6 separate regions of the Mus musculus genome follow, and regions 1, 2, 3, 4 and 6 are each linked to region 5. The links are chromatin contacts, called in public Micro-C and promoter capture Hi-C maps. All regions are on one chromosome and are shown on one strand. Each heading gives the region's core, a stretch centred on a gene start, on an enhancer-like site or on the middle of the called end of the contact. The rest is flanking DNA. Distances are from core to core; before and after follow the strand shown.

Evidence for each region. Promoter capture Hi-C pulls out the DNA fragments that hold promoters and counts their contacts. A called contact is a pair of places that touch in the nucleus more often than the background predicts.
Region 1: a contact with region 5 is called in a promoter capture Hi-C map of pre-B cells, with 4 times the contacts expected there. The contact joins the promoter of Vwa1 here to the promoter of Hes5 in region 5. A contact is called at or near these places in 2 of 39 promoter capture datasets (the C10 cell line and pre-B cells).
Region 2: a contact with region 5 is called in a Micro-C map of embryonic stem cells, with 3 times the contacts expected there. The contact joins the promoter of Mmp23 here to the promoter of Hes5 in region 5. A contact is called at or near these places in 1 of 39 promoter capture datasets (pre-B cells) and 1 of 484 Hi-C or Micro-C datasets (embryonic stem cells).
Region 3: a promoter capture Hi-C map of pre-B cells shows a contact between it and region 5, with 4 times the contacts expected there. The contact joins the promoter of Slc35e2 here to the promoter of Hes5 in region 5. A contact is called at or near these places in 4 of 39 promoter capture datasets (the C10 cell line, HPC-7-derived erythroid cells, hematopoietic stem and progenitor cells and 1 more), 1 of 484 Hi-C or Micro-C datasets (embryonic stem cells) and 1 of 115 datasets of contacts at active chromatin or transcription factors (embryonic stem cells).
Region 4: a promoter capture Hi-C map of the C10 cell line shows a contact between it and region 5, with 3 times the contacts expected there. The contact joins the promoter of Acap3 here to the promoter of Hes5 in region 5.
Region 6: a Micro-C map of embryonic stem cells shows a contact between it and region 5, with 3 times the contacts expected there. The contact joins the promoter of Trp73 here to the promoter of Hes5 in region 5. A contact is called at or near these places in 5 of 39 promoter capture datasets (the 3T3-L1 cell line, erythroid cells, fetal liver and 2 more), 3 of 484 Hi-C or Micro-C datasets (the HL-1 cell line and embryonic stem cells) and 3 of 115 datasets of contacts at active chromatin or transcription factors (the SCID.adh cell line, embryonic stem cells and large pre-B cells).

The regions. Positions count from the first base shown.
Region 1 is chr4:155,772,665-155,776,275 of GRCm38.p6, forward strand. Vwa1 (von Willebrand factor A domain containing 1) reads right to left here and starts at 1,897. Exons shown (of 4, transcript NM_147776.4): 1 at 1,766-1,897; 2 at 45-602. The coding sequence starts at 1,838.
Region 2 is chr4:155,651,067-155,654,722 of GRCm38.p6, forward strand. It overlaps Mmp23 (matrix metallopeptidase 23), which reads right to left and starts at 2,318. Exons shown (of 8, transcript NM_011985.3): 1 at 1,962-2,318; 2 at 1,383-1,519; 3 at 1,156-1,295; 4 at 919-1,086; 5 at 365-529; 6 at 173-283; 7 at 1-67. The coding sequence starts at 2,114. It overlaps Mib2 (mindbomb E3 ubiquitin protein ligase 2), which reads right to left. Exons shown (of 20, transcript NM_001369164.1): 20 at 3,402-3,656.
Region 3 is chr4:155,600,134-155,604,044 of GRCm38.p6, forward strand. It overlaps Slc35e2 (solute carrier family 35, member E2), which reads left to right and starts at 1,283. Exons shown (of 9, transcript NM_177186.4): 1 at 1,283-1,605.
Region 4 is chr4:155,889,909-155,893,397 of GRCm38.p6, forward strand. Acap3 (ArfGAP with coiled-coil, ankyrin repeat and PH domains 3) reads left to right here and starts at 1,967. Exons shown (of 24, transcript NM_207223.1): 1 at 1,967-2,533. The coding sequence starts at 2,487. Pusl1 (pseudouridylate synthase-like 1) reads right to left here and starts at 1,854. Exons shown (of 8, transcript NM_001033490.1): 1 at 1,723-1,854; 2 at 1,450-1,507; 3 at 1,144-1,331; 4 at 845-994; 5 at 591-761. The coding sequence starts at 1,799.
Region 5 is chr4:154,958,336-154,962,270 of GRCm38.p6, forward strand. Hes5 (hes family bHLH transcription factor 5) reads left to right here and starts at 2,588. Exons shown (of 3, transcript NM_010419.4): 1 at 2,588-2,714; 2 at 2,801-2,966; 3 at 3,057-3,935. The coding sequence starts at 2,661. The coding sequence ends at 3,340.
Region 6 is chr4:154,137,777-154,141,573 of GRCm38.p6, forward strand. Trp73 (transformation related protein 73) reads right to left here and starts at 2,099. Exons shown (of 14, transcript NM_011642.4): 1 at 2,047-2,099.

The DNA.
Region 1 (3,611 bases), core at 647-3,146, 810 kb after region 5:
AGCTGTCAGCTAGGGATTCACAGGACCTGCCTCTTCCCACCTACCAGTTATGGAGCCCCGCAGCTCCCGGGCAATGATAGGAAGATCATCCACATCCACAAAGTGTAGGTGCTTCTCGGCAGGAGCCGAGGCAGCTGCCAACAGCTCCAACAGGTTGCCTCGGCCAGTGCTGACAATGAAGATGGTGACACCCAGGTCCTTGAGCTCCTGCATAGGGGGGCCCACGGGGTCGCTGGAGCCACCATCTGTCACCCACACCAGCACCTTGGGAACCCCTGGCCGGGCACCTGCTTCCTCAGCAAACAATTGTTCTTTGGCATAAGCCAGTGCCAGGCCTGTGTTGGTATCACCCATACGTTGGGGTGCAACACGGATGGCATCCTGTATAGCCTGGCCTGAACTGTACTGGTCAAAAGTAAACTCTGTGTGAGGCTGGCTGCCCACGTGCACCAGACTAGCACGCAGAGCCCCGGGTCCGAAAGACATCGTAGCCACCAGCTGCCCCACAAATTCCCGAACTCTTGAGAACTCATAGTGTGACACGCTGGCTGAGCTGTCCAACAGGAACAACAGGTCCCCCTGGGGGTCTGATGCTGTGGAACCTAGAGGAAAAGACAAGGGGTTCAGTCAAGGTAGCCCTGCCAGGCACCCCCTTGCCCAGGGCAGAACCACCCCCAAAGGTCTGAACTTTCTTTAAGCACATGCTTGCTTGCCTTTGCCCAAAGATACAGGTAGAGAATCTTCAGAATGGGGCTATAAATGCCAACAAAAGGCCCACACTCTCCTCTGGTTCCCAACTGTACAATGTCCATGTACCCAGGGCATCCTGGGCTGTCCCCGTGCTCCTTTAGTAGGTAAATGCTGACCCTTGTCCTCAATAGACACTGCATGCAGGTAGAACATTCTGTATTCAGGAGGGGCCTGAGCCACATGCAATGCTTCCCTGATACTTGATTTTCAGAAGGGACACCTCTAGGATGAAGTTAAGTGAGGTTATTCATCTTCCAGGTGAAGCAATGGACTCTGAGCCCATGGGACAACAAGAGAGGATGGGAGAGCAAAAGTGAAGAGATGGGGAAGACCACACACTGAACAGCCCTTCCTGCCCATAAGAGGGCCAGACTGGAGTCCTGACTGGTTACAGATGACATCACCCCTCCCCTCCCCTGGCCCCCATCCCCTGCTTCATCTGTACCAAGAAAGCAGGATATACCCATCCGCAGCAGCCTGAGGACCCAACCATTGTCTAGCGAGCCTTCCCTTTTATCCCCTTTTCTTCCTGCCCAGCCGGCTGAGGTACTGATGAGACCTTCCATCACTAAGACTCAAATACGCAACAGCTCTCAAGTGCCTGGATTTAGTCCTGGCTTTGGGGTTTCCCCCTCATGGTGTGGCCATTCCAATATTCTTACCTCCTTTCTACTGAGGGACCTTTCAGAGGTAAGGAAACTGAGTCAGGGAGACCTCTTAAACATCTTTCTCCACAATCCATGTCTGAGGTGCGGGGTGGGACGGGACGGGGGAGGGGGATGGAGTGGGGGGGACCGTAGCCTCAGGCGCTCCAAGTCCAGCTCTAGCTCAGTTGAGTCACCAAGAATGTCTCCGAGCGCCCACCGCAGGTGGCTGAGGTGCTGGCGTGTGCCCCACCCGCTCCCCCGGCCTTCCCACCTACTGGTTCGGCGGCTGCACCTGGACAGTTCATGACCCGCGTGGGCAGCAGCGGATCGGCTATGAAGAATTGGAATCCGGGTTTCACCACACTTACCGCGCTCTATGCTGCTCCGCGCCAATGCCAACCGCAGACTCAAAGCCATGCTGAACGCAGTCCAGAACAGCATCGCGCCTGGAGTGGCGGGCTCTTGATCGACCACAGCTGGCTGCTAACTTGCCCTCCTACCGTGAGTCAGGCCCCACCCACCTCGGAGAAGCCACACCCACTCGCGGCCACTCCTGCTTGGGAGGCGCGTGCACTCAGTCGCTCGCGCAGAGGCCAATCTGCACAGACTGCACGGTGATGCATGCCATAGCGGTCCCGGACTTGCGGTGACACGCAGCAACCACAAAGGCATATAGGTGTGGGCGTGTGCTGACAGACATTCCCATCTCTCTTTTGCAGGCGGCAATATGTGTTGTCCATATTCTCCTCCTCACTCCTCCTCCCCTACTCCTTAGGGTTCCCCCCCCCCCCGCACCCCGCAGTTGCTGATCTGCAAAGCTCCTGAAGACAGGAGAGCCTTACAAGACAAAAGAACCTTAGAAGTGGGGCTATACAAAGAAGCAACCTTCTCTCAACAAGGACCCAATTTGGCTATAAACTGGAGGAGCAGCCGGCTTTCTCCAAAGACTTGAAAGCAATGACGCAGCCCTCAGAGGAGACAGGAGCATATGAGAAGCTTCTTACAGAATGAAGAGCCTCCACCTTGCCAGAACTCTCACCTGAATTCTTGGAGGAAAAGACACAGTGGCCTATTGCTGTCCTATGTACTACCCAAACAGGGCTCCAGGGCTACACCCAGGTCAGACCCCAGCAGGATTAGAGACCCACTGGCCATCTAAAGTTGGGTCCTGCAGTCAGTGCTAAGCCCAGACCAAAGGAAGCTGTCTACAAGTGTTGTTCACAGGACATTGAGCCCTTCAGAAGGGCTGCACAGACCGCGGCCCTTAAGATGCTTTCCTGTAAATAATTATAGTATTTGGAATGGAGGCCCACATAGGAGGGGGTGTTGTCTGGCAGGATGTCTCCTCCCTTCCCACTCTCAGCAAGAGGATGCTCAGCAGGGAGGACGGATGGGACTCAATGGTTTTACTTCCTCCATTTCTGGCAGGTGAGACACTGTGGGGCCTTGAGGACTGTGCCTGAGCTCTGCTTTGCCTAAAAAAGGAAGCAATACAGCTGAGCCTGAGAAGCTAGCTGCAGGAACAAGTAAGAGCTATGTCCTGCTGCCGTCCCCCACCCCGTTGCCGGGAATCTTGGCACTGGGTGTTGGCTTCACTCCACAGACCTCAGGCCTCTGAATGGACCAGAAAGTTCTCGATGCTTCTGCCTGAGCCTTGAGGATGAGAGCAGTGCATGTGAGTCCCTCAAAGACTGTGGACACCAACAACCTCCAGCTCCAGATACATTGTTGCATTGTGAATAAGCAGAGGACACAGGGTATCCAGAAGAATCTTATTATGTCAGGCTTGCTCTGCCAGGGAGCTGGGTCTTAGAGGAAGGAGAGGCTCATAGCCCTCAAGCCTACAGTCATACCTCAGTCTGCCCTATTTCCAACCCTTCTGGAAAAAATGATCAGGTCTTCTTGGCTGTGACTCAGGGAAGTAGCTTTCTCTTTCCTTTGGCCTCACCATCAGATGGAGAGAGCACAAGAGACCCAGTCTCCACCAAGCCCTATCCAAACTGGGCTCAACCTGCCGGACTTGGGCTCAGGCCAAGTTGCTTCTGCTGCCAAATTCCTTGGGACACCCTTTCTATCATCCATATCTCCTGCTCAGCCACCAGAAAAATCTTATCCTTTTGTCTTGCAGTGTTTCCCCACCTTCAGACAACACACAGACGCCAGGCAGTGGTGGCGCATGCCTGTAATCCCAGCACTTGGGAGGCAGAGGCAGGT
Region 2 (3,656 bases), core at 1,068-3,567, 690 kb after region 5:
TCTCTCACCAACCTTGTTTTCGTTCTGGTGGGTGATGTGGTGGTGGCCACCGTGGGAAATGGGAATTCTACTCAAGAGAATGGTGAAATGAGAAGTCAGTGCTAGCCCCCATCGAACCAGGCCCAAGATGCAGCTCAGAGACCCACACCAACCCCATCTGAGCCTTAGTCACCATAACAGAAATCACAGCTTCTGGGGCAGAGCCTCTTCATGAGCCTCTGGCGGACATCACAAAATCCCTTTCGTGCCCAGGATGCACACACAAAAATCCGGTCCAGGCAGCCTAACAGGAAGGCAACCTGGCTTAGGGCTTGCCCAGAGCCCCACCGCTCATCCACCTACCCACCTGCCCCCCTGCACCCACCATAGAGTCGGTGTAACCCCCACAGTTCATCCTGGGACAGTGCCTTCCAGCCTCGCAATGTGGCATTGAGGTGCATGAGCGCCTGATCTTGCTGTGAGTGCATCAGGCCCAGTGCATGGCCAATCTCATGGGCTGCCACGTGCACCAGGTTTGTGAGCCAAACACCTGTGGGCCAATGGCTTAGTAGGGAGCCCTCAGCCCCTCCACTCCCAGTCTTGCTCCAGGAGGCCCAGCACTGATGCTGGGCCTCAGCCGCAAGCCACCCTTAACCCACAGCCAAGGAAGATAAGTATGTTTCCCCAGCCTAGGCTGTGAGCTTGGCCTTCAGGAATGCAACTCCAACTCCCTCTTCTGTGGCATGTGGGGGAGGAGGAGTGGAGGCGGGGACAACGACTCAGGCCTGTGAGACCCAGTGTTCCTCTTCCTTGATTGCTTGACCCTAATACTCAGCCCCAGGAAAGCCCCAGGAAACCCTTCCTGCCTCAAACCCTTTTGTAGTCCACACAGAGGAGAGAATGACACCCCCAGAAGGACAGACTAAGGAGTTGGGTCACCTTTCTTCCAACTGTAGCGTGTGGGGCCCAAGACCCAGTACTCGCTGTCATCAAAGTGAATGCCACCGTGGGGTGGGAAGAAAGCGTGGGCCAGTTCACCTGTGGGACCATCAAAGCAGTGGTGCACTGCAGAGACCAAGCAGTCGGTGTGGTTGACTGGGTAGAAACCTAAGAAAACACAAGGCTGCAATAATACCTGCGAGGCTGGGCGCGGTCGGGAGCTCTTCAGTTACCCACCTATCTTGAGGTCACTGGGACGTTCAGGGGCCACCTCACGGAAACTGAATGGGGAAACATCACTCCACATTCGAAAGGCAGCAGCCAGGCCCCTTCGCGTCTCTTCCGGGCTTAAAAGATTCCGGGGGAAGGAAAGAACTCTGTGGTGGAGGGCGGCGGTGATGTTAGAGTCAGTGTTGGTGTCTGAGTTATGACCTGACCACCCTCCTCGCTGGTCCAGGTGGCACCTGTATGTGAGGTTGAAGTGGTCCCAGCGCAGCCTGGCCGGTGTCAGCGTGTAGCGGCGTCTTCGGGTTACCGACATGGTCAACAGTCTGGGTACCTGGGCAGTGGAGCTGCCCACATTTGGCGCATCTACATTTCCCTTCATAGGGAGAAGTGAATGTGAGGAGGCCAGAGGAAAGTCTCTAGTGCCCGAGAGTTGTTATCAGAAGCAGACTTTAGGCAACGGGATAGAGGAAGCTGTGGATGAGCCCTCTATTAGGTTTTGGGCTTTAGGAGTTGAGCCAGCCATGGTGGCGCATGCCTTTAATCTCTGAGCGCAGAGGCAGATGGTCTACAGAAGTCAGCCCGGGCTACACAATGAAATCTTGGCTCGGGAAAACAAAACAAAACCTATTGGGAATGGGCAGAGTTGGGGATGGATGCGGTCTCCCACCTCCAGCGGCCGCTGGACACAATGACCCAAGATTCTCGGAACCAGGCACTCACATGCCATCCCACAAAGCCCCTCACACGCGGGCCCCACTGATACACCCTCAGATGCTGACCCGCTCCTCGCACTTACTAGCCTTTCGTCCTCTCACCTGAGCTGCCCTCCAGGCGGTCTCGGTCGGCGCCCCTAGCCACTCCAGCAACGCCAACGCGGAGAGAAGGCACAACCCGCTCAGGGCAGCCCCCAACCAGCGGCCCTGTACCGCGCCGGACGCCTCCGGACGGAGACAGGCCCGGCAGCCCATGGCAGACTCCAGTCGGGTTAGGGCCACAAGGGGCCGCGCGACGTAGGGACCTGGATCGCAGAGCTGGGGCGGAGTGGGAAGGGGATGGGCGGCGGACGGCTCGAGTTACAGCCCTATGGTGAAGAGAGGACCCGGCTGCGCTGGCTCAAATAAGGAACCGACTCGTTAAGTCTGGAACCGTCCGCATCCCCCGGTGCGATTCCAGGAACCAGGCCGAAGGGTCGGCGGCAGAGGCCAGAACACACCCTACAGTGTCGGGGGGTCTGTCAGAACGCGAGGCGCCGGGGCTCAGATTTGGGGTAGGGGCATCAATTGCTCCCCGCACCCACTGGTCGGAGTTGAATGACATTTGGCTTCCCCCCTCAACCCTCTGGTACCACAATGAAATTTGGGAGGGAAGCCTCGGTCCTGGACCGCAGTGACTGAGTGTAAGGAGCATACCCGCCAGAGGGGAGCGCAGAGCGAGGGGACGTGGCAATGAGAGCAGGGTGGCTGAGCGAGCAGAGAGGAAAGATGCCTCAGGAAAGACAAGGAGACCAGCGGGAGTCCTTAGGGCAACTGCTTTAACCAGAGGGTGCTCTCGTTGGTCCAGTGCAGGAAGTTTGGGGAAGGTGCCAGCACCTGGAATCCCTGCCTCAGAGGAGAGGGGATTAAGGCAACTGAGTCAGGAACTGAGTGTGGTGGTCTGGCGCGGTAGGGTTAGGAGGCAGGAGCTATGGTCCAAGGCCTGAAAGCTAGACCCGGCAGCTGATGGCTGTGCTGGGTGGGTACCGAATGAACGCGGCATGGCAACCGAAATTATGCCAGGCACAGCTGCGATCCCGGGACGGGACGGAGCTGACTGTGGGTGGGTGAGAGCAGGCGCAGGAGCCGGGGTTTTCTCCCTCCCAGTCTTCCACTCCGACCTTGGACCCTAGGTGACAGCAACAATGTACTTGGCCAGCAGAGTCAGAGCCAAGCAGCTGGAGTGCCCTGTGGCCCGTAATAGCTGCGCTGGAAGTTCTTGAAAAGGGTCAGCCATCTGCCCCCTCCCTTCCTTACTAAGTGTTTGTTCCAACAAGTGGACGGACCCTCTCTTGCTTCTTCACTCAGCCCCAACGTAACTGTCAAGAGCTTGGCGGCTTCCAACCCAACTCCCTCCTAGCCAGGACCCTCTCTAAGTCGTGTTGCTTTGACCAAAACCTTCACAGTTCAAGTCCTGCCCCAGAGGGGCGGAGGGAGTAATAGGCAAGGGGAAGAGCAAAGGGGGGTGGCCCTCTTATAGGGGCGATAGAAAAGCCACGTGAGCCTTTTGGAGTTTCCGGACGGACCATCTTGTGTCAAACCAAAGCCAGCGCGCACTTTTGGCGGGCTGCATCCTCATCCAGAGCGTTCCTGATCTCCAGGCAGTCTGGAGCCTGATGCCGGGCGGGGCGTGGGGTGGGGCCTGGGCAGCGGGGGAGGGGCGGTGAGGATCTCTGGGGCCTGCCCAACACCCTTAGGCAAGGAACAGGAAGCAAAGTCCGATAATCTTTTTATAAAATACAGGGGTTTTGAAGGAAG
Region 3 (3,911 bases), core at 33-2,532, 640 kb after region 5:
TGGCTGTACATCAAATCCGAAGCCAGCCAGGGATACACCAGCCCTGTCTCAAAACAAAACAAATACAAAACAACAATGACCAAATAAAACAACTCAATTAAAAAATGCTTACATAGGTGCGCATAATTCCAGAGTGTGAGAGGCAGAGATGTCTATTTCTGTGAGTTCAAGACTAGCCTGATGTACACAGTGAGTTCCAGGCCAGACAGGGGTACATAGTGAGACACTATCTTTTTTTTTTTTTTTTTTTTTTTCGAGACAGGGTTTCTCTGTGTAGCTCTGGCTGTCCTAGAACTCACTTTGTAGACCAGGCTGGCCTCGAACTCAGAAATTCCCCTGCCTCTGCCTCCTGAGTGCTGGGATTAAAGGTGTGTGCCACCATGCCGGCTCAGTGAGACACTATCTTAAAAGACAAAAACAAACAAAGGAAAGAACCCAACAACAACAAAATTCTTGCGTAAGTTTCTGAGTTGAGTTTCATTTTTAAAAATCGTTAAAACTTGGCTTGTGGTTAGGACAGAATTTCCAACTGATACGGTTCTAAAACATACGTCAATTCAACAAAATCAAACACACTTTGGTTTTGATAAAATCAAAACATCAACTCTGAAAAATGCTGAAGATACTCTATGTCCAGTGGTATGGGATATTCAGTCAAGATTTAATGATCTGTGCGAAAATTTAAAAAGCACATCTTCTCATTCGTAAGCCAGTTTGCCTTTGCTTTTAAGTGGTAAAACTGCACTGTGCCATTGTGTTCTAAAGACTTGTTTTTTGTTTGCTGAGACAGGGTCTCTCTACATAGACCTGGTTGTCCAGGAACTCACTAAGTGGACCAGGCTGGTCTCCGGCACCGGGCAAAGAATTGTTTTAAGATAGACTTAAGGTTGATTATCAGTAAACGTTTGATTTGCATATGGAAAGGGTTTTCTAGTGGAAAAGGTTTAAGAAGCTCCAACTCACTGTGCGAGATCTGAAGGAGAAACCTTACTAGTTTTCAAACAACCAAGAAAAAAACAAAGGAAGGTTTCACCAAAAGCAGAGCTGAGGCAAGGCACAACCTCAAACCTCTCCACAAAATGACCTTCAGGGATAAAAGGGGCCAGGAAGCATCTCACAGCCGGCGGCTACTTGGGGAGATCAGGCGACAGAGCAAGCGTCCTGCAGGAAGGCGGGGCCTCTGAGGCTCGACCAATGAGCGCCCCGTCGCTATGCTGCTGGCCCCGCCCCCATGGTGCTGACCCCGCCCCCATCCCGGCAGCGTCCAAGACTCGGAGAGCACGGGGGTTCCTCGCACGTTCGCCACTGAGCGCTTCTCGTCTTGTGACTTTCTGGTCAGATTTTAGGATCCTTGAAATCAAGCCCCTGGGTCTGACCTAGAGGGCGGCACCTTCGCGGCCTCAGAGGATTGGCTCCTTCACCTTGGTCTCGGTGGAACGTTCCGGAATGTACCACAGGCCAGAGGAGCGACACCTGCACGCTGGCCCAGCATGGCGGACCCCGCAGAGGTGGGACGCTCCGGAGGCGCCCACAGGAGGCCGCAAGGCGGTGCTGTGGCCCCGCATCGTCGCCCGCCCCGTGGTTTGCGGTGGGCCGCTACGGAAGGTGCGAACGCGCCGTGAGGGTGTCCTGGCTCCCCGTGGTGGGCCGCGGTGGAACGTTCTGGAAGGTGCCATTGTGTGCCTGTGTGGAGTGTGTCCTTCCCCCCCCCCCCGTAACAGCTTCCGGTGCGTCACGTCCGGCTCTCTCCCCGCCCACCCGTGTGTGTGTCCCAAATCTAAACCCTTAGGAGGGCTGTGGGAGGGCTCGCGGCTCTCGCCCTTGACTCTGGACCGCTCTGCCTAAAGCTGCTCGGCCCCGAGGCGGGCGCGGGCTGCATCTTCCGTGGGCGTGGGCTGAGGCTCTGCATAAACTCCAGTGGCAGCCCCAGAACTGAACCCCATCGGGGGCCGGGGGCATCCCGTCCTGGAGTCAGCCCGGGTTGGCACCGGGCGCGCAGGTGGCGGGCTTCGCCGGGCTGGACGCACAGGTAGGGTGGGGACAGTGATGGGCACCGGGGCGGGGGGATCGCGGGCGGGCTGTGACTGCAGCAGGCGCCGGAAAGGAAGCGATACCCAATGACAGGTGCAGGCACCCTGTCATCTGTCGGCGTGTACTGATTTTGCCTCCCCAAACGTCTTATTTTGTGCCGTGGAATGGGCGACTCAGCCAGGTCCCAAGCCTCAACTTTATTTTAGCCTGCCAGCGGTTTTTCTCCAACCGGTACTTTTCAGGCATGAAACAGGCTCTTTGCAGCATTGATGTTTTGAACCCTTGAAATGCAAAATAAAACAAAAAGTAAAACTGCAGACTGGGGGTGGGGGTGGGGGGGCCCTTGTTCAGTGTTTGTCTAGTCGCCCGCTCATGGGATGAATGTACTCTATTAAAAAAAACTGGAAAATAATTTTTTGTGCTTTTTTTTCTTTTTCTTTTTTCTTTTAAGACAGGATCTTTACAGGGTAGCCCAGTCTGGCCTTAAACTTGTGACCCTCCTGCCTCATCCTCTCAGTACCGCAATTATGGGACTGTACTACAAGTATCCCTGGTTGCAGAGCACATTTGAAAGCACACCGAGAGAATTTTAAATAGCAAAAGAAGGCCCATTAAGTGAAGAGATAGGAAGGCTTTTATATTAAAGTGATTCATTTCCAGTGCAGAAGATGGAGAGACAGAACAACATGAAGGACCTGTCCACAAGATGGAGATCCTGTGGCTGGTAATGTGGATGTCCCCAACTGTTTATGTCTTAATCTGAGCACACCACACCAGTGATCCTGAAAAGATCCATTCTTCAGAAGTGATAAACACTATCATAAAGCCACAGGGTGCAATGTGCTACTTTAGTCAGGAGTGAGTGACTGTCCCTTCCGTACAAATTCTTCACTACTGAGTGAAGTGTCACTGTTAGAAGCAGGATGGGGGGCAGATTGTGAGCCCATGCAGGCCCTTTTCTGAGTTATTATTTCCCTTAGATAAACTTTTAGACATGCATGGTACTTGGAGACTTGATGTATTGTTTTCATTAAATAACCACTAACCAGTCCAGATGTCTTGGCCAAGTATTTGAGTACCTCAGTCCTCTGTTTCAGAACAAACATTTCCTTATATCTAACCCTATTCTCCCCCTTCCTGTCCCTCCATTTTCTATTGGGGATTGAATCTAGGGCTTTGCTAGGCTAGCCCTCTACCAGTGGTCTGTCCTCCACTAAAAGTTTGAGTGACCCCATTATTTATGTCATGGCACATATGTGGATGTGGAATGTGAGAAAGTCTCTTTACTCCCTGAGCCATTGCACCAGCCTAGACCCGCGCCCCCCACCCCCAGCAAGGGCTGGTTCACCCCTCCCCCCCAAAGCAAGCAGCCCAGACATTCTTAACCTGGGGTCCATGGAACTAGAATATGGAAAGATATAATGCTGAATGGGATAAAAATGACATCGTGAGCCAGGATTCGTGGTGTGTGCCTGTGATTCCAGCATTCTGGAGGCTGATTCAGAAGAGCTGACACATTCAAGGCCAGCCTGGGTTACTCTTTTTTTTTTGGTTTTTCAAGACAGGGTTTCTCTGTGTAGCCCTGGTTGTCCTGGAGCTCACTTTGTAGACCAGGCTGGCCTCGAACTCAGAAATCCGCCTGCCTCTGCCTCCCGAGTGCTGGGATTAAAGGCGAGCGCCACCACGCCCAGCTCTGGGTTACTCTTTAAGATCCTGTCTCAAAAAAGGGGAGTGGAGGTCTCACCAGCATTTGGGTGAGACAAGCAGCTGTTGGTTTGGTAGCTTTGATGTCATGTCTTTGCTGTGGGTCTAGGGCAGAGTGTGGCTTGTTTTCTTTCAGCTCTGTATCTACATTTATGACAGAGCCTACAGCAGAAACT
Region 4 (3,489 bases), core at 717-3,216, 930 kb after region 5:
ACATATACCATGAAAGGAAACAATTATATAACAGAGCATTGGTTAGTTTGTGCACGGGAAATAGCGATTGCTTTGGGCCTTCATGTTTTGGGGCTAAAGTATTTGTGCTGAAGCAGGACATAGCCAGCCCACCTATCAAGATGGAACCTAGGCCATGTGCTCTTGTGCCTGGTCACACCAAAGCCCCTTTACCAAACCCTTGGAGCTGGTTCCAGATGTTATGTTCTCAAGGTGAGCGGCTGATTCCTGGTGTTTGAAGCAGAGAACTTAACGTAGTCTGTCAAAGTGGAATGGAACTATTCGCTCTAGTGAAATCTTTTCAGAGACTGCCAGAACTTACCTGCTATAAAGAGCTATGGGTCTGGCAGGGCCCTCAGAAAGGCAACATTTTCCACCCTGTGCTCCCCAGGCTGGCAGAGACCCCACCCAACAGGAAGAAGACACAAGTTTCTGGCTCACCTTCTTACACCCTCTAGGCCCAATGGATGTGCAATATACCCATTTAGCATCATCTCACTTTTATTGAGGTATTATGAGTAATGACCCTGGTGGCCTCTAGTCCTGGCATAGTGAAAGGCTAGTCGTCTCACCTGCTCCCCTCGGGGAGGACAAATGGGCTGGCTGGACCAGGTGACACTGAGACTCTTCGAAGTGTGCGTACAGTATTTGTGACTGGGCTGCCAGCAGACTGGAAGGCACTAAAATCATGTGTCCCGAGGAGGTGCTGGGCAGCCTCCTGCATGGCCGCCATATCCAGGTACCTGCAGAGCCAAATGAGCATTATTGAGGAGAGCCCAGGCAGATGGATGGTGAGCCATTTTCTTCCCATTCTTAGCTCACTCACTCTGTCTGCAGAGCCCAGCATACATTTTGTTCAAACACAGGCAGTTGATTAGGCCAGGAGCAGCCTGTGGCCAGACGATATTGGTAGGTCCTGGAGGTGGCTGCGTGTCGAGCGTGGAAGTCGTTGGGCACTCGGAAGGCCTTCAGTACACTGTGGCAAGCAGATCTGGCTCATCCCAGGAATGAGTATGCCCAACTGTCCACACAGCACTATGGAAATCTCTGCCTCCCACCACAGTGGGGTGCAATGGTAAAAGACAAAAAAAAAAGCCCAGAACCATACCAAAACCCCGGGCTCACCGAATGGCCGGGTGCTTCAGGTGGGTGTTGAGGGCCTTGGCCACGACCTCCGGGGAGAAAGGCGACTGCCCTGGGCGGCGCTGGATGTCCAGGTGCGCCGCGTTGCTCAGGGCATGCACCCCGGCATCGGTGCGGCTAGAGATGGTGAACCTGACCGGGTCGACAGAGTTCAGCCGCTTGGCAGCCTCCTGCGGGAACCGTACAGGCGGCTGCCACATCGATGGCCGGAGTCCGTGGAATAGGAGGAGGAGAGTGGGTAGGGGTTGGAGCTGCCGACTGCTTCTTCCTCCCCAAACCGGTCCTCACCTCCAGGAAGTTCAGCACCCCAACAGCGCGCGGATTGCCCCTCACGGCCGCAACCCCACTGCGGAGAGAAACAGGAAGGAATTATCTGCGGTGTCTGTGGACGCTGTCCCGCCAGGGGTCTCGGCGCCCAGGCGCGTGGGTTCGGTGCAGGCCACTGTGTTCCTCGGCTCCTAAAATCCCGCATCCCGAGACCGATCGCGCCCGTCCTGGTCACCTCGCGGACTTCCCGCGAGGCCGAGTGGAGAACGCGGGGGTAACAGCGGGAAAACGTACTTGAAGTCAGTGCCCAAGTACTGCAAGAACACAAGGTAGCGCGCACGCACCGAGCCCACCGCCCCGCAGGAGCCCATATTTGAGCGGGCGGGGCGCTTGCACGTGGCCCGCGGTCGACCCAGCCCAGCAGGGACGGCGCCTGCGCACTGACTCGGTCCGCCCCGCCTGAATGGAGAGGCGGGGGCGGAGCCAAGCTTAGGGATCGGGTGCAAAGTGCGGTCCTCTAGAGCCGGCTATGTTTCCTGTCCTCGGCCTCACAGGGGCGCGATGATGGGTCGCTTCCGCACAAGCGACCTTAATTCGTTCACTCCCGATCTCCCCGCCGCCGTCGCGGAGTGTGTCCGTCGGCAGCATTCCAGCCGAGTTCACCACCGCCGTGATGCCTGAAGTGGGCGAGCCGTGCCCTTCCCTGTCCCGCGACCGAGCCAAACCACTCCGAAGCCCAACCGCCGAGGCCGGCCCAGCTCCCAGACCGTGGTGACCGAGGACAGAGCGCAGCGACAGGCGAGGGGATGCAGCGGCGCTTTTAGCGACGCTCCCCGGAGGTGACAGCGGGTGGCGCAGGCAGAGGCTGACTTTGGCGACGCTCCCCAGCGGTGACAGGCGGGGCGGGGCCGCGGCGCGCCGGGCTCAGACCGAGGCGGGCAGGCGGGCGGGCGGGCGCGGAGCGCAGCTCGGCGCGGGCGCCACAGACGGTCCACGGGCCGGGGATGCCGCTCGACGCGCCTTGGTCCTCCGCACAGTGAGCACCGCTCGCCGCAGCCATGACGGTAGAGTTCGAGGAATGCATCAAGGACTCGCCGCGCTTCAGGTGTGCTGCGGGCCCGGGGTAGGGCGCGGGCGGGGATGGGGAGCCGCCTTTGTGCCGGAGGCGGGCAAGGGGTGTCCAGCGTGGTGACCGCTCCGAGTCCACCTGGACGGAGCAGAAGACCTGGCACGGACAAACCGGCGGGAGCCGGAGTCGCGGTCCCCTAGCTGCGCAGCTCCGCCTCCGGCCTCGGGGGACCGGAACAAAAGACGCCCCTGTGCTGATCACCTCGCGCGCGGGGGTGAGTGTGCAGACCGCCTTGGGCAGCTGTGTGTCACTGGGCATTTGCGTCCAGTGCCATCTCTAGAACTGTCCACCCTTCTTTGTGTGTATGCTCTGGTGTGCCACAAGTACTGGGCTCCTCCTTGGCCCTGTAGTCCAATTCTGGCTAGGATTGTCTGGCACCCTGCTTGGTCTCTATCTTGATCCGTATGTCCAGAGCAGTGTATGGGTGCAACCAGCCGGAGCCATCAGGGCCTGAGATAGACACCTTGGTGAGAGTTAACGGATGTATGAGTGACCCAGGAGCCTGAAGGGGTAGAGGCTGTAAGGATGAGGAAGTCGTGTTTAGGTGGAAGGGTATGGGCCTTATTCACCTATGGGTTTGTTTCTTTTATTGTTCCTGGAATACAGTCGTGCACATCTGTGTGAACCACATGGCCACACAGATATACATCTGTTTCATTGAGTGGCATTTGGCAGACAGTAATGGAGTACCTCCTGTGTGTCATTTGAAATTTCGGACCTTCGTGAGGTGTCCCACCTCTGTATGTGCACACACACACACACACACACACACACACACACACACGGGGGGGGGGGGAGCATGTTCTGCCACTCTGCTCTCCTTGGTGCACATGAATGTGTGGGTGAGCTGTGATACGGAGTTGGTGTGCTTGATGCATGCACATAGCCTAGTGTGGATGGACACGTGTGTACATGTGCTACATCTCTGTGGA
Region 5 (3,935 bases), core at 1,338-3,837:
CCGCCAGCCAGAGGCAGCCTTTACCCCTCCCCCTTTGCAGCTACTCAAGTCGGATGGTGTGAGCCAGGAGCCCAGAGAGTTTCCCACACTTTGGCCCCATTCACAGTGTTAAACGGCCCACAAAGGCCAGGCGTGTGCCTCAGAGGCCGCCTGGGCTGCCATCTGGCCCGCACTCGGGGAGGCAACCAGCCTTTCATCCGGCTGGGATTTAACACCATTCATTTCATATTTCCCACAACTGAAAATTGGATCAAAGCTGCTAGGGGGAGAGGGAGGGGGAGGGGGTTGAGGAGGGGCAGGGGAGGGGGTGGCCCTCCCCATGGCCCACCCACCACCCTCACCTCTGGAAGGCCGGCTCTCCTAACCCACCGCGGGTGGGCGGGAGGTTGGGGTGGGATGGAGGTTGGACCATATCTCCTGGCACGCGTCTCATTTGGGTGAGGAGCTGGCTCAGGGGAAGGTACTTACTGGAAGTACAGAACACAAGCCTTAGCCAACTGTTCCCACCAGAGTGTTGGGAAGCAAGTCTGTGCCTAGATGACCCCCATATCCAGGTACAGTCTTGGGTCCTTGCTGCCAGCAGCCAGGAGCAATGGTCAGAGCATATAGACTCAGACTCTGTTTCCGGTTGGTGGGCTTCACGCCCTCCCTGGTCTGTTTGTATTCCCTAGGACCTTTGAATGCCTAATCAGGCTCCTGAGCCCTTCCTGCAGGGCATACAGGACAGGCACACAGGTGACCAGATTTTCCTGCCCTCCCCACTCCCAGGAGTCCGAGATCCACGACATGGCTAAATTTGACTACCATGTGGTGTGAACTTCTTGTTGGCTGCAAACAAGATTTCACTGAGAACCACCAGACTCCTCTTCCTTGTAGTTTGAGGGGGCTGCTTGACCACCACACAGTGCCAACCACTGCTAGATCTCAGGGCTGTAGAAGCAGAAGCCCAGACATACAGCCCCGAGCCTCCCTTCTGCACTTACAGGGTACCTCTGTCAGAGCTCGGGTGAGGGTTGTGGCAGGGACTAAGGGAGGTGAATTCTGCACTTATATCTTGCACTGGACAGACCATCCTGTGCTGCCTCAAAGCCAAGCCTTCCCCTCTGTCCCAGATGCTTCCATCCATGGTAACCCAACAACCCCTTGTGCTAAGAGCTTCTGGAGCAAGACCTTCGGAATAGATCATTTACAGCAGTGGGTCACTACCATAGCAGGAGGGCGTTTCCCTAGTGGGCACTGTGAAGGCCCTTCAGTTCCTGAGCTCAGACATGGCTGACATCCATCCAGAGAACCTGGTTTCATTCCACACTGGCTATTGTGCTCTGATGCCAGCCTCCTGGTTTGGGCCTGGCTAGGTCTTAGGTTGACCCTAGGAGGAAGCACGGGGCCTTATCTCCTCCCTCAGCCCCTGCAGAGTATTGGGGAAATAGTACAGGTTCCAGATGGAGGGACGCTCCTACATGGCCATCCCCTAGGTGTCTAGGGTGTGACTAGTAAGGTCACCTGGTTAGGAACCACGGTTATCAGTTCTTACAAAGAGGCCCATCCACACTGGCACAGCATTCATATGGGGGCTTATTTTTAGGTCTCCCACCTTCTACCTGCCAACACAAAATGCTGAATGAAACTGGAACACACACACAGAGGCATGCACGCGCGCGCCCGCACGAGCTGAGGGGGATGTCATGAGAGGAGTTAAGGGCAGCCATGGTTTCCTAAAAGCCACGCGGGAGTAGTGATCACGGACAGCATGAAGGAGGCACGGTCCTCCTGTTTCAGAGATGCATGTGGCACCTGGTGACACAAGAGCAGTCCAGATACCCTGTGGGTTCAGGGGTTCCTGAGGGCTTCCTAGGTATGGGGCTTTGTGCTAGGCATTATCCAAAGCAAATTCAGCTAGCCTAGAAGTACGCTTGGCAGGCTCCGCGCGTGGCCATTTCTAGCTGCGGAGAAGTCACTCCTCTCAACTGACAGAACTGGCAATAAAGCGCCTAAATTCTAAATACATGAGTCCCTCTCTCATCCTGTACCTGCGAATGGCATGGCGGCAGCATCTGTTTGAGAGAATGTGGCCCACTTTAACCCACTGTGCCTGTGGGCAACAGGTCCCAGCTGGGGAGGGTGCCCACTCCTCTGGAAGTCGCTGTCTGTTCATTGTAAAACTCTCATTTCTCTGCGCCTGTGGCCTCTGCCAGCCAGCGGTGGGGAGCCTCTGGGGAGTGGGAGGGAAGAAGGGAGAGAAGGGGGGGGGAGAGCACTCCTTCCTGCCCTCCCCACCTCCCCGCGGCCTGGGAAAAGGCAGCATATTGAGGCGCGGGGCTCTCAGCATCAGGCCCCGGGATGCTAATGAGGGCGAGCGCGTTCCCACAGCCCGGACATTGTGCCGCGCGGCCCACCTGCTCCTCGGGGAGCGACCATTGTGCCCGCGCCAATTCACAGGCAATTTAGCGTGCGCTAATGGGCCGGCGCCTTTGTGCGGCCGGCGCCGCCATTGGCCGCCGAGTGTGGGAACGGCCGCGGCGCCCGGACCCCAGGCGCCGGGCCGCTGCCCGCGCCTATATAGGGCTGGCGTGCTGGGGTCCAGGTCGCGCCAGTCCGGGACGCCTGGCTCTGTCCGCTCCGCTCCGCTCCGCTCGCTAATCGCCTCCAGAGCTCCAGGCATGGCCCCAAGTACCGTGGCGGTGGAGATGCTCAGTCCCAAGGAGAAAAACCGAGTAAGTGCAACTCGCCCGGCGCGCGCCGTCCGGTTCCCCCGGGGCCTCCGGCGTCCGCCGCCCACCTGACGCCTCTCCTCCCGCAGCTGCGGAAGCCGGTGGTGGAGAAGATGCGTCGGGACCGCATCAACAGCAGCATAGAGCAGCTGAAGCTGCTGCTGGAGCAGGAGTTCGCGCGGCACCAGCCCAACTCCAAGCTGGAGAAGGCCGACATCCTGGAGATGGCCGTCAGCTACCTGAAACACAGCAAAGGTGAGCCCGGCGCCTGCGCCCGCCTCCTGCTCCCGGCCGATGTGGCTCCCACCGCGCGCGCCCCACTCATGCCGCTTCGTCTCCCCACAGCCTTCGCCGCGGCCGCCGGCCCCAAGAGCCTGCACCAGGACTACAGCGAGGGCTACTCCTGGTGCCTGCAGGAGGCGGTACAGTTCCTGACCCTGCACGCCGCCAGCGACACGCAGATGAAGCTGCTTTACCACTTCCAGCGGCCCCCAGCTCCCGCCGCTCCTGCCAAGGAGCCCCCGGCGCCCGGAGCTGCGCCCCAACCGGCCCGCTCCTCCGCTAAGGCTGCTGCTGCTGCGGTCTCCACCTCGCGCCAACCCGCCTGCGGCCTCTGGCGGCCCTGGTGACCCAGCGGCCGACCGGTGCCTGGAGCGGACCAGAGGATGAGCTCGTTCCTCTGGATGTGGGAAGACATTCCCCAGCCGCAGTTCAGCCCCAGGTTGGCCGCTACCTTCTTCCGAAGGCTCCCTCCTCCGGCTGGCTGGCCAGCAGGAGGGTCATTCTTAGAGAATGTGTGTGCAGAGTTGTCATTTGGGGATAATCAGGGCCCACCCTCTGCCGCCCGTCCGACCCCGTGGGGTTGTTTTGTGTTTGCATTTCAGCAAGTGACTTCTGCGAAGTTCCTGGTCACCACCGGGGGTTCTATGATATTTGTAGAGTCGGGGGTTGGCTCACCCCAGCCCGTAGAGGACTTTCTTCAGGGCCCGTTGCTGCTGGGCAAGCACCCTGCAGGCGGGCTGTGCCCTGGGCACATTTGCCTTTTGTGAAGGCGGAACTGCAGGTGTTTCCTCATAGGAAAGCACTCAGCCTGCGTGGGCGTAGGGCCCATGGGGCCTCACCTCAAGGTCCACATGGCCTTGGCTGTCTGATGCGCGCTCACAGTGGGCTGTCTGGGAGGGTGGGGTCTCCACGATGATCCTTAAAGGATTCCTTTGTATGGGT
Region 6 (3,797 bases), core at 849-3,348, 820 kb before region 5:
AGGACCTGGGTTGGGCATACTCTATAAATAAACATGAAACAGGAGCATCTTCATCACAGGACATACTCCTGACAGATGCTGCTAGCCTCCACCCAGGTCGCAGGCAAATTCCTGCCTTACTGCCATGATCTCTCCAAAACCTAGGAACTGGCCTTCTTCTCTGAGTTCTTTCTTGGTCCACCCAGTCCCAGAGCCAAAATCTAGGACTCAAAAGATCACTTGGTATCAGCACTTGTCCAAGGACTTTGGATATAGCATCCTGGTTACTTTTCTATTTGTATGTATGTGTGCACCCGTGGGCCACAGTGCACATGTGATGGCCAGAAGACAATGTGGATCCACAATCCAGCTTGTGGATTCCATGGATGGAACTCAGATGATCACCCTTGGCAGCAAGCACCCTTCTACAAGGAGCCATCTCACAGGTCCCGAGCCAGTTTCTTTCTTATACAAATAACTCTACCTCTATGAACACAAGCATCTCACTCATATCCTTCTTCAGCCAGGGTCAGGCAGTTTCCATTCTGTTTACAAAGGCATACTGACCAGGTTTCTATAAGCTCTTTGAGAAAAGCAGTGCTATGACTCCATTTCGAAGATGGGTAAACTGAGGTTCTGAGGATTTAAGTAACTTGCTCAAGGTCCCAGGGCACAGAGAGTATTTGAACTCAGCATCTGACTTCTAATCCAGAATGTTGTCACACAGGGTGGCCATCAGAATGGGCAAGCCCTGCCTGTTCCACAGAGCCATCGCTAGAAGGACAACATTGCTCAGCATCCTGTCGTTAGTTACCTGTGCTTGATAGGCAGGCTCCCATAGGCCCGCCAGTAGCTCAAGACTAGTTAGTGGGTATGCAACACCTTTGAAACCGATTACCTGATTTTCAAAACTGCATACACAATCTATACAGTCATGGATGAGAAAATGTTAAATACTTATCTTTTGTTCACAAAGTAATGTTTTACATTTTTATTGAATAAATCAAAGGATGGGGGCGGGTGGGGGGCCGGGACAGCGTTTGCAACACACCAAGGATTCAGGATACATTTTGTCTCTGTTGAGTTTTTTTTCTAGAGCTAAACAGCAACACAAACAACGACCACGAAAACCAATCCGAGGCAGTGGAGCTCAGCAGGTAGAGGTGCTTGCTGCCTATCCTGGCCACTTGAGTAAATCTTTGAGACTGATAAAATGGAAAATGGGAATCGACTCCTAAAGATGTCCTCTGACCCGTGCACGACTCACACAGACACAATTTAACTTTTAAATGAAGAAAAACAACAACAACCTTCCCCCAAATATTGTTACGACCCAGGTCCCAAGTGCCCACTTAATTAATTAACAGACCTCAGCACATACAGGGAACCAAGTGTCTTGGGGCTCAGAAGTCAGAGCTTTTTTCCTGACACCACCACCCCCCCGCCCCCGCCCACGCACACATACGGGTGTGTATGTGGATAGGTGCCTACAGATGTTCTCATCTCTCAAGAGTGAGAAGGTGACAGCTGCCCAGTGGAGCAGGAGAGAGTGTGGGCTGCCCGGGTTCTCTACCTGGAAGACTAGGGAGGCTGGTGAGGCACCACAGTAAACTCATCACAGAACAGCAGTAACCCACCAGGACCCCACACCTTGGGACCAGCATAGAGGTTGGGCTCTAGTTGGCTTTCCTCTCTCTTAGTCTGCTTCCATAGCGGGACCTGAAAGGCCTTCTGCCTTACAGAGGTGGGGATTTGCATTCCTTGTGAGGTAGGATACCCACGCACCTCCCAACTTCCCCTATTACCAGACCCGAGCCCCAGAATCTCCGGGTATGGCGACTCCTTGCCACCTGTAGTGGACAGTGTGGGCAGGAGGCAGGTCCATGGGTTGCCGAGGTGCCAACTGCTTCTACTCCTAGCCTCACTCCGGCCGGCCCCTCCTGCCACTGACGCGGAGTCCCTGGGGCCGTTCACTCGGCTAGCACCCGGGCAGCCGCACACCCGAACTCCAGCCTCGGAGCCTCGTGCGAAATACCTGGCCCTAGCTCGGGTCCCAGAGCTGCCTACCTGCTCCGGGCCGGGCGTCGGCGTCGGCGAGGGCTGGGCTGCAGCGTTGCCTCCTCGCCTGGATGCGGGACGGCGGGTTATAAGGGTGCGGAGCAGGGAGGCGGCGGCGAGGGGACTGCCGCAGGCTTAGCGCCTTTCTTGGCGGACCGGCGGGAAGGCAGCGCGGGCACTCAGCCGTGGCGGGAGGAGGGCCGGCCACCCGGGCCCCTGGCTCCCACGCGCGCCCCGCCTCCCCAGCTGGCTCTGCCCGAGTCGGGGTCTGGGCCCCGCTCCTCCCGCCTCCTTCCCGCCGCCGCTTGGCGCGCGTCGCCCAGCTAGCCCCAGCGGGGTCTCCTCCTCCGCGGGGCCCGCAAGCTGGTAGCCGGAGTCTTGGTCGAAGCGGGACCGGACCGCGACCTTTGGCGGGGCTCAGGGCGCCAGGAAGGGTGCGCAGGCGCCGAGGGGGTGGACACAGGGCGCCCGACGCCCTGTACTCCCTCTGACTCTCTCCTCCGCCTTCTCCCCAGATGCCCATCTACCCCGATCCCCCTCGCTGCCCTTACTGTCCTAAGCCTGCAACCCAGGGGCTCAGGAGTGCCCTCAGCGGGGTGGCTGCGCCTCTTCCAGGGCTCGCCCCGGCCTGAGAAAACCGAGAGGACCGACTGAAACTGAACATTGAAAGCCCCGGAGGAGAACCGTTGTCGTTCGGCCAGCACCAGCGGGGTTCCGTCTCTGAGAACGGCTCGAAGCCCCCCTCGATTTGCCTGGCAGAGACCACAGCCCGCCTGGAAAGAGGGTCGAGCGCAGACCCTCTGGGTTGGACTCTTCAAAGTCCAGCCAGAAGTTGCGCCTCCTGATACCTACACACCCCGGGGGCCACGGCCTGCAGTCCGGGTTTCCTAGCCCAGGGTATCAGAGTCTTTCCTTGGATTGGTGTGCTAGGCGATGCCCAACGGATGCCCACAAACTGTGCACATAGAGCGGCTCGGAGTTAGTCAGGGGACTCTTCTCTGGCTCAAGAAGTCTTCTTCACCACCCGCCATCTCCCCTCTGGGCAAGTGAGCGGTCTCCGGTGCCCTCATCTACCACGCAGACCCGTAGTCTGGCGCACAGAAGGAGTTGGGTCCTTGTGGGACCCCTTAGTGGCACTGCAGAGTGGTCCTTGCCCAAGGTGTTCCCACATGCCCTGGAAGTCGCTTTAGTGCAGCTAGTGGCGTTGCAAGGGAGGTGGGTTGGAGCAGACCGAATCTCTCTCGAACTCGAAAGCCTGACCTGGTGTTAGGCCAATAGCTACGAGGAGTAATTATTTGCGAGCTGCAGATTAGAGACAAAGATGAATACCAAGCAAGAGTTTGGGACTGGTTGGGAACAGAAAATGCCAGGACGCTGGCCGCGCACTCTGCAGATCCTCTCCGAATGGTGCAAGCACCGCCATTCATTCATTCATTCATTCATTCATTCATTCATTCGTGGAAATTAGATGCAGCGGTGCGGAAGAGACTGGGAGCTATGAGCTGGACCGAGCAATACTAGATTCCGGTCTTTCAGAATTCGGAACTTAGCTCCAAAGGCAGTGGCTGAGCCTTAAGTGATCCTCTGAAGCTTTGGGTGCAGACAGGAACATCCAACCTCCCGAATGACACCGGAATGGGGAGCCTTGTGGGGCACAGGACGCGGGGTGCTGCGCGAGGGAGGGAGCAGAGCGCTTTGGGGAGCGATCCTGGTCTGAAGTCCAGTTGGTGCTGTATTCTACGTGCCCACCGAGGCTGCCG